Linked DNA regions of Mus musculus: all the other regions are linked to region 1. The links are chromatin contacts, called in public Hi-C and promoter capture Hi-C maps. All regions are on one chromosome and are shown on one strand. Each heading gives the region's core, a stretch centred on a gene start, on an enhancer-like site or on the middle of the called end of the contact. The rest is flanking DNA. Distances are from core to core; before and after follow the strand shown.

Region 1 (2,542 bases), core at 30-2,529:
TACTACCCTCAGGACAAAAAGTGATACCATGGTGACAGGCAGACAGTGAGCTGACACTGTACTCACCCATTCTTTCCTCCTACCGTGATTTCTGTTTATTCTCTGCTCCCCATTCTGCAGGCAAACACGCAAAGTGTGGGAAAGTAAAGTCACTGTGTAAGGTCAGGGTTAAGAATTAGGAAAAACAAATTTGAAGGTAGCCTGTCCAGAAATAAGGATACATATAAAAAAGATATTTGTAAAGGGTCCTGCACCCTCAGTTTCCACCCACTAAGACACAGAGAGGCGACACTTGAAAGCACTTGGATTCAAAGGCTCCATTAGGAAAGGGCCCAAGTTTTAAAGCCTTTTTCACTGGCAGACGTGAATGGCGTTGGTTTTAAGACTAACCTTCACTGGGGCTTCCTTGCCAACTTCTATGTGGGAGAGCAGGGCAAAAGGGCTGCAATTCAATATTATCTAGGCCAGGGAATCTGTGTCCAAGGAACTATACGTTCCAAAGACTTTAGTCTCAATTTGAAACCTTTGTGTTTTGTAACAACGATGGTATGTCCTATATAATTCAATCTGTCCCAATATCACATTATGGAATTTAAATGTCTCAGTAAAATTGATTCCTGTCTGAGGACGTTCTGATGAGGTTGATAACCTACTTAAGATTTCCAAACTGGACAAAGTGACCACTTGCATAAGAATTAGCAGCTAGGGGCTGGGAAGACAGCTTAGTCTGTAAATGGCTGCCTGTGAAAACGTAAGGATTTGAGTTTGGTCCTCAAAATCCACGTAAATAAAAAAGGCAGGCAAGAGCGTGCTTATAATTTCAGCACTGGAAAAGTGTGTAGTAATGGGTCCCTGGGCTAAATATGTCACTTCCTTGTCCCCACAGCCACAGTTATCTGCGTCACTGACCTTATGCAGTGCATGAAGCTTTGCTGTCGCTGTGGTCATTTCCCCATGCATTAGAACACCAGGCCTTGACCCCAGTAAGCAGAAATGACAGTGTACCCCACCTCTTTCAGCCTCCGTGTCTCCCCAGCCTCTCTCTGGAAACCATTATTCTACTTGGAGCTCCCACGAGATGAAAATTCCCACTGTGAAAAGCTGTGGACTGTGAGTACCAGGCTGCCTGTGAATTTGATTACATCTACTCCGAAGGCCTGATCCGAGCAAACCCACGCTACACATTTTGAGCCTCTCGGCAGCGGCAGAGTGCCCTGTTTGTATAAGGCTCTCAGGACTCGGCCTGGATAGGATTACACAACCGCAGGGAGCTCATTCTGAGGCAAGCAGCTTGCCCTTCAATAATCTGATAAACAGGCATTAACTGTGGCACTCTGAGCCCTGGGTGCCAGGGCCGGGAAGCCTTTGTTGGTCCAGATGTCAGAGCTCAGGCCTCATCCTGCACAGGCAGAGGCACCCTGAGCTTCCCGCTGGACAGAAGAAACGAGGGGGCTCGGGCCATGAGGAAGCTATGAACAGTCTCAAAGCACTTCAAAGTCTGACAGGGGAAATGTCATTTGGAGAAGCCCGGCAGTCACACAGGAGAACACTCCTGTCTTGAGCTGAAATTGTAATGGGTGTACGTGCTTATAGAATTGCACACAGGTAAATACGTATAGATTATTAACTATCTCCAGGCAGACTTAGAGCAGGTCAACAATGTGAGGCAGAAAATAAATGAATAAATAAAAAGATGTAAAATTATAAAATCCAGTTCAGTGGAGTCAAAACTAAGCAAGATTTATCAAACAGAATTCAACACACTTTGTTTCTTAGGGTCAAATCCAAGTTTTGATACTGTCTATGGAAACCATACACTGTGTCCCCAAGGCCCATTATAGCACACTGGAAGTGTGCCAAGAAGTGTCAGCTAAACTCGGGCTGCTTCTGAGCTTGAGCTACACTCAAATCTTCTGGCTGCCTAACCCAGGATTTCTCAGTGGAAGCCCCTTCTTACCAGTCTCAGGCAAACAAATTTCCTCTCCTCCTCTGACCTCCCATCCTCTGATTTACATTGGTGTCAGAAATTAGAAAGTAATGTTTAAAGAAGAGTTTGAAGAGCTTCTGTTTTCCTCTTTCAAAATAACAGCATCTTGGGCCAGTGAAATGACTCAGCAGGTAAAAGCGCTCTGATGACCCAAGTTCGACCCCTGGAGCCCAGATGGTGGGGAGAGAGCCTCAACCTCAGAAGCCGTTTTCTGACCTTCACATGTCCACTATGGCCAGTTCCACACTTGTACAGGGAAAATAAATGGATACAGTTTTCAAACACAAAATTTACAACATCCCGACTTGTCTTCTCTGTGCATGTGGTCAATAACTTAGAAGCCTAATGCAAGTTTTTGAATGGCAAAGTAAAAGATAGGATTCTAGGCCTCATATTTACAAAGCACTGCCCTTCAAAATGCTGATGGCTGTGGGCCTGCTGTCTTCCCACCTGCAGAACTTTTGCTAAATCTAATAGAATGTAGAAGAGTACACGAGCCACCGCAGAGAAACTTAATTTCCCTTTGTTCATTTGATTTCCTAAAATTACATCAAC
Region 2 (2,542 bases), core at 32-2,531, 220 kb after region 1:
AAACGCCGCCCTCCCCCCTACAAAGGGTCGGAGGGATGCAAAGTGAGCCACGATTATGAGCTCCTTCTATCCCCGCAGAAGCAACGGGAGCACCCCATATTACTCAAACCAACAGAGCATCCTTCCCACAGCCAATCTCCCCAGACATCCTATCGTGCAACTATAGCCCTCCGGATCAGCTCCGGATCAGCAAAGCAAGTCGCCTTCCCCCGCCCTCCCATACTCCAGATGCTTCAAGCTTCCCAAGCCACAGTCAGAGCACATCTCTGAGTCCCCAACCCTCCCTTCCAGCCCGCCACTGCTTCTGCCCTCTCTGACCATCAGCCTCCTAGAACACTGCCGGAGCCAATGAAGCAGAGCTCTCTTTCCTCCTCGGTAGCCCGGCCCCCCTTCACCCTCTCCGCGGTCCCTAGACTGGCGCCCAAGCTCCGCGCCCCGGCGACAACTCCGCATACCCCGCGCGCCGGCCAGAGACGCGTCCCATCGGCGGCCCTCACTCACCCGGGAAGCACACCACATAATGAAGCACAGAACTGGTGATTTTCAGGAACAAAATCCACCAACACGGTTCCAGTAACCTCCGCATGTCCGAAAACGCACATCGAAAAGAGAAAGGCAGGGGGGGTAAACTTGTTGAATAAGTTCTTGCTTCCGAGCGAGGCTCCGCTAAGCCTGGAGGCTTTCACGGCTCGCCCGCCACACGGGGCCCCCCACACTCGGCCACCGGTCCCGCTGGAATCCGGGAAGCTGCCAAGCGCTCCCGAGAAAACCTCAAAAAGTGACCGGGAATGCAAAGCCAAGCTAGGGACGATCCTCTCGGAGGAGAAGGGCTGCTTTCCGCTCAGACACGATCCAGCCGACAGGCAGGGCGAGGAGAAGACGCACGGCGGCAGAGCCCGGGGCCCGGAGCAGGCAGGGACCGCGGGTGGCGGTGGCTAGCAGCGGAAGAGCCCCAAGTTGAGTCGGCAGCGCAGCGCAGCCCGAGAACCAGCGGGCGACGGCGGGGCTGTGCGCGGCGCGGCGGCTCCGGGCTTCAGGCGGGCAGCTCCTTCCAGGGCCCCGGCAAGGAAGGAGGCATGTCTGCGAGCCTGGAAAGGGAGGGAAGCGGCGGGGCGGAGCGCAGAGCCCCCCAAAACACAAACGGCCAGTGGAGCGCAGGGAAACACAAAGGATCTCAGAGGGGCGCCGGGGCGAGGGCGCCTTCAGTCCATGCTCCTGAAAGTTGTGGCTCCGGCGCAGGCTGGGGAGGAACCGAGAGCGCGGGGCTGGAAACTGGCCATGCCTCCATACAGGAAGTAACATGTGAGCATGGATCCTGGCAGAGACTTTAAAGCCGGCGAGCGGGCGAGCGAGCGAGCTGGGGGCGCGCGGCGGCGGGGGCGCGCAAGCACGGGCGCGCGGTGACGCGCATCCCCGAGCTGCCGCCGGCGGGGGCGCGCGTCTCTTAAAGCGGCCGTGCTGGGCTCCGGCTTCCAAGGACTTGCACTACTCTCCTCTCCAGGCGTGCCTAGGGCTATGGGTGTGCGTTTAGGGGAGCTGGTAACCCTGAAGACAGGGAAGAGACCAGCTGCCATCCAGGGTCGGCATGGCTTTGCTCCATTTTCGAGTTCTTAAAGACGAAGTACGGATTCGGAGAGATCCCTGACCTCGTTCATGGATCCGGAACTTGGGGGAGGGGGAAAGGGTGGTCTGGTTGGAATCTGGGGGAGAGGAAAGGACCAGCAGCTACATTTTCATGGAGAGGGGACTTCCGTAAGGCCTCACCACCTGGACGGTGTCTTGACGGGGTGCACCTCCAGCGTCCCTCTCCTGCTGCGTTCCCGGGCTAAGAGACAAAGCCCAGCGGCCTTTGCACTCAGGTTTCATTGAGGTTTTTTTGTTGTTGTTGTTTCCCCTTCCCCCTTTCCGAGCTTCCATTGTTCGAATCTACCTCTGGGAGATAGGGAAAGGGACGGGAGTCCATCCCAGGCTAGCAAAATCCAGCTCCAGGCCCACATCGGCTTTTCCCAAACCACGAAGGTCTGTCGTGGACTTTTCCCCAAACTACGAAGGTCTGTCGCGGAGTTTTCCCAACCCCCGGATTCGGGAAGAAGGTGGCTGCAACTTGGCCTGGTTAGGCAGAGGGCAAATGAAGTGCGCCTCTCACCCGGGGCAGGGGAAAGCAGCACCCCGGGGCAGGACTGGTTTCCCGCAGCCGTCCTAGGAGACACGGCTTAAGTAAACTACAGGGAGAGGCATCCGGGGGAAATGCAAGGGCTAGGTTTATCTGTAATGAGTTTTGTCCCTTGGCTCTCACAGAGATCTTTATCGCTTGGGCTTTTCAGCAACCTATTTTTTCCTCCTACGTTGGTGCTAAAAGAGGGGAGGCAGGTTTTGGTTTGGGTTTTTTTTTTCCATCAAATTTGTAATTGAGCCAACGTAATTAGCCATTTGTATTTTTTTCATAGTTGTTCTGCCACTCTATGAAAAGGATATGGACATATTTTTAAAGTGTCCCCTTGCCGTTTCATCGCAACGCGGCACTGTCCCACACCCACCCAAA
Region 3 (2,542 bases), core at 13-2,512, 170 kb after region 1:
TAGAACTCTCAGCTCCTTCTCTAGCACACCATGTCTGCCTGCACCTGCCATGCTTACCGCCATGATGATAATGGACTAAACCCCTGAAGTTGTAAGCAAGCCCCAATTAAATGTTTTCCTTTATAAGAGTAACCTTGGTTATGGTGTCTCTCCACAGCAATAAAACTCTAATTAAGACAATAATAAAAATACAAATGCCCACTTGTGCCTATACCTAAGTGTGCTGTGATGGAACAAGTAGACAGCCATGAGCAAGCGATGTGCCTGAGTGGCAGAGAAGATGACTAGCACATACGGGTCCCTGGGTTTAAGCCCACCTCCCCCAAAAAAGAACACCTTTAGTGGGCCTGGTGATGCACACCGGCAACCCCATCACTTAGCACACCACAACATGAGTTCAAGGCCAGTTTTGGATACATGAGACTGTCTCATAAGTTCATAATAAATATCTAAACGAGGAGAGAAAATGACCCCATTATCCAACATCCTGGACATACCTTTTACTGGTTATAAAAAGAGCTAAACCCTAACAAAAACTAATTTATGAGTCATGAGCCCTTGATCTTGTCCATGACCTTAGCTGTGTTTCCTTTTTCTTTTGCAAACTGGGAATCTTCTGTAGGGTTTTTTAATGAAATAAATTAGAATTTTCTTCGTGCAGTCCATTGCACAGGGATTAAGAACTGCCTTAGTGGTAGCTGCTCACTTCCCTCCATGTCACCCCATCTCCAGACCACTTGAACTGGACCACAGATTTCCCAAGATATGAATAACTGACCATGGCCAATTATAGAAGCCAACAGGGCAATGTAGATAGAAAGAGGAAAGTAACAAGATAGGACAAGGTGAGTTAGTCAGAAAATCAAGGCCCATACACCAATGTGCCTGACATATGGAAGAACAAATCACACACGTTAAAGTGATAGTGAGAAAAATGATACACAGAAAACAAGGGCGTTGTCAACTGTGATGGCAAATCAAACTATAAAGCTTGTGCATACGGAGAAAACTGAAAAGCATTATGGGTAACCCAGGCTTGGAAAAAACAGTAGCACACATTCTCCATCAAACGCTGATCCTTAAATACACACACACACACACACACACACACACACACGATATGTATGATGCCACAGTGGGTGGCAGATCATCCAACACTAAGCATGTATAAGAATCCAGTGAGGGAGGAAGCAGTGAGCCTCCCAGTGCAGAGCATACACTCTTCTATCAGAGGACAGAGTTCAGTTCCTGGCACCCACAAAGGACAGCTCCTAAGCACCTGTAACTCCAGCTTCGGTGGACCCAATGCCTCTGCAATCATGTATACAAGAGACACATGTCATTAAAATAAATCATAAGAAAAAGAAAGAAAATGCAATAAGGAAAACTGTCCCACTGTCTGCTTTCTTAAAAGAAGATTCAAAAATGGAAAGAGCAGCCTGATATAGAGACAGGGCATAAAAGTTGCCCATAATCCAGCGTTATGGCAACTACTGACTATTGACTTCCTGTCTAGTATGAACCCTAAACCTTGGCACTTTGTCCAGGGATGTCTGATCAAAGGACAGAAAGACTTGCCTTTGGCTCAGCTGACAACGAAGCTGTAAAACACAAATCCACACTTCGTTCGACCTTAATGAACCTGGTACAGTAAGCTAAAGGATAGACTTTTATTACCCCCAAGTTCTCCATTTAATTCTTTCCTATTTTAAACTTCTTGTAATGACTTCCCATTGCATTCAGCAAATAAAGAATCCTCCCATTGATAATTAAGCACCTGCTAATTCCTACAAAGCATTTTAAAATTAAAAAATAAGAATAATCAGTAAAGAGTCTGATGAATAAAACATCCCCTTTATCCCATAGGGCTGGGCTCAAATAAAGGAAAATGGGTCATTAAATGTCCATTAATTCTGCAAGACTTGGTTACTAGACTTAGTGATGATATTTATGCTTGAAAGTACTTTGAGAGGTAAGATTCTCGGTTTAAATATTCATTACTTAAAAGAAAGACATGTTAAGTCAGTGGTCACAAGGAAGAATAGAAAACAGACTTATGTCTTTTTTTTTTTTACTGAACTATGAATTTTCCAACATTCTGAAAGAGGGGTGCCCACACATGTATTTCCTTTCGCTGACTATGCCTGTGTATGTCAACAATTATTTTTTGTACATTAACTCAGAATTTTTTGTTTGGTTTGTTTAGTTTGGGGGATTTTTCTTAGAGACATGATTTCACACAGTGTAGGCTGACCCTCAACTCTTGCCTCCATGTGCCAAGGGCTGGGATTCAAGGAGTGAACTACCACACCCAGCTAAATGGCATCAAATTTCCACTCATAAGAGATTCAGTATCAGTCACTAAAAGATAAGGCTGCCCTGAATGTGATTCTGTGTGTGTGTGTGTATGTGTGTGTGTGTGTGTACATGTGCACACTCAGAGTAGAAGCCACCTTAGAGTATCTTCCCCTGTAGCTCCCCACAGGGGTTATACATGCACACCTTGGCATCTAACTTGTACATGGAGAAGGGCAGTCCAACC

The links. Promoter capture Hi-C pulls out the DNA fragments that hold promoters and counts their contacts. Hi-C and Micro-C count contacts between places; a contact is called where the count stands out from the background.
Region 2: a contact with region 1 is called in a promoter capture Hi-C map of liver, with 4 times the contacts expected there. The contact joins the promoter of Ptprg here to the enhancer-like site in region 1. A contact is called at or near these places in 4 of 39 promoter capture datasets (embryonic stem cells, hippocampal neurons and liver), 14 of 484 Hi-C or Micro-C datasets (the N1E-115 cell line, adipose-derived mesenchymal stem cells, cerebellar granule neurons and 8 more), 22 of 115 datasets of contacts at active chromatin or transcription factors (astrocytes, cardiomyocytes, craniofacial prominence and 13 more) and 2 of 9 other capture datasets (adipose tissue and pancreatic islet).
Region 3: a contact with region 1 is called in a Hi-C map of liver, with 2.6 times the contacts expected there. The contact joins two enhancer-like sites. A contact is called at or near these places in 3 of 484 Hi-C or Micro-C datasets (the HL-1 cell line, liver and nephron progenitors) and 1 of 115 datasets of contacts at active chromatin or transcription factors (embryonic stem cells).

The regions. Positions count from the first base shown.
Region 1 is chr14:11,774,153-11,776,694 of GRCm38.p6, reverse strand. The region is part of intron 2 of Ptprg (protein tyrosine phosphatase, receptor type, G); the gene reads right to left. Among named protein-coding and RNA genes, the nearest start is that of Gm52128, 200 kb to the right of the region's middle. Within about 2 kb of position 1,279, at least 121 of the 459 cell types and tissues checked have an H3K27ac peak or open chromatin away from gene starts, as enhancers often do. A contact at or near this core is called in the N1E-115 cell line, adipose tissue, astrocytes and 13 more, where this site is marked.
Region 2 is chr14:11,552,292-11,554,833 of GRCm38.p6, reverse strand. It overlaps Ptprg (protein tyrosine phosphatase, receptor type, G), which reads right to left and starts at 1,281. Exons shown (of 30, transcript NM_008981.3): 1 at 502-1,281. The coding sequence starts at 586.
Region 3 is chr14:11,609,056-11,611,597 of GRCm38.p6, reverse strand. The region is part of intron 1 of Ptprg (protein tyrosine phosphatase, receptor type, G); the gene reads right to left. Gm52128 (a long non-coding RNA gene) reads right to left here. Exons shown (of 2, transcript XR_003951168.1): 2 at 2,062-2,542. Among named protein-coding and RNA genes, the nearest start is that of Gm52128, 37 kb to the right of the region's middle. Within about 2 kb of position 1,262, at least 13 of the 459 cell types and tissues checked have an H3K27ac peak or open chromatin away from gene starts, as enhancers often do. A contact at or near this core is called in liver, where this site is marked.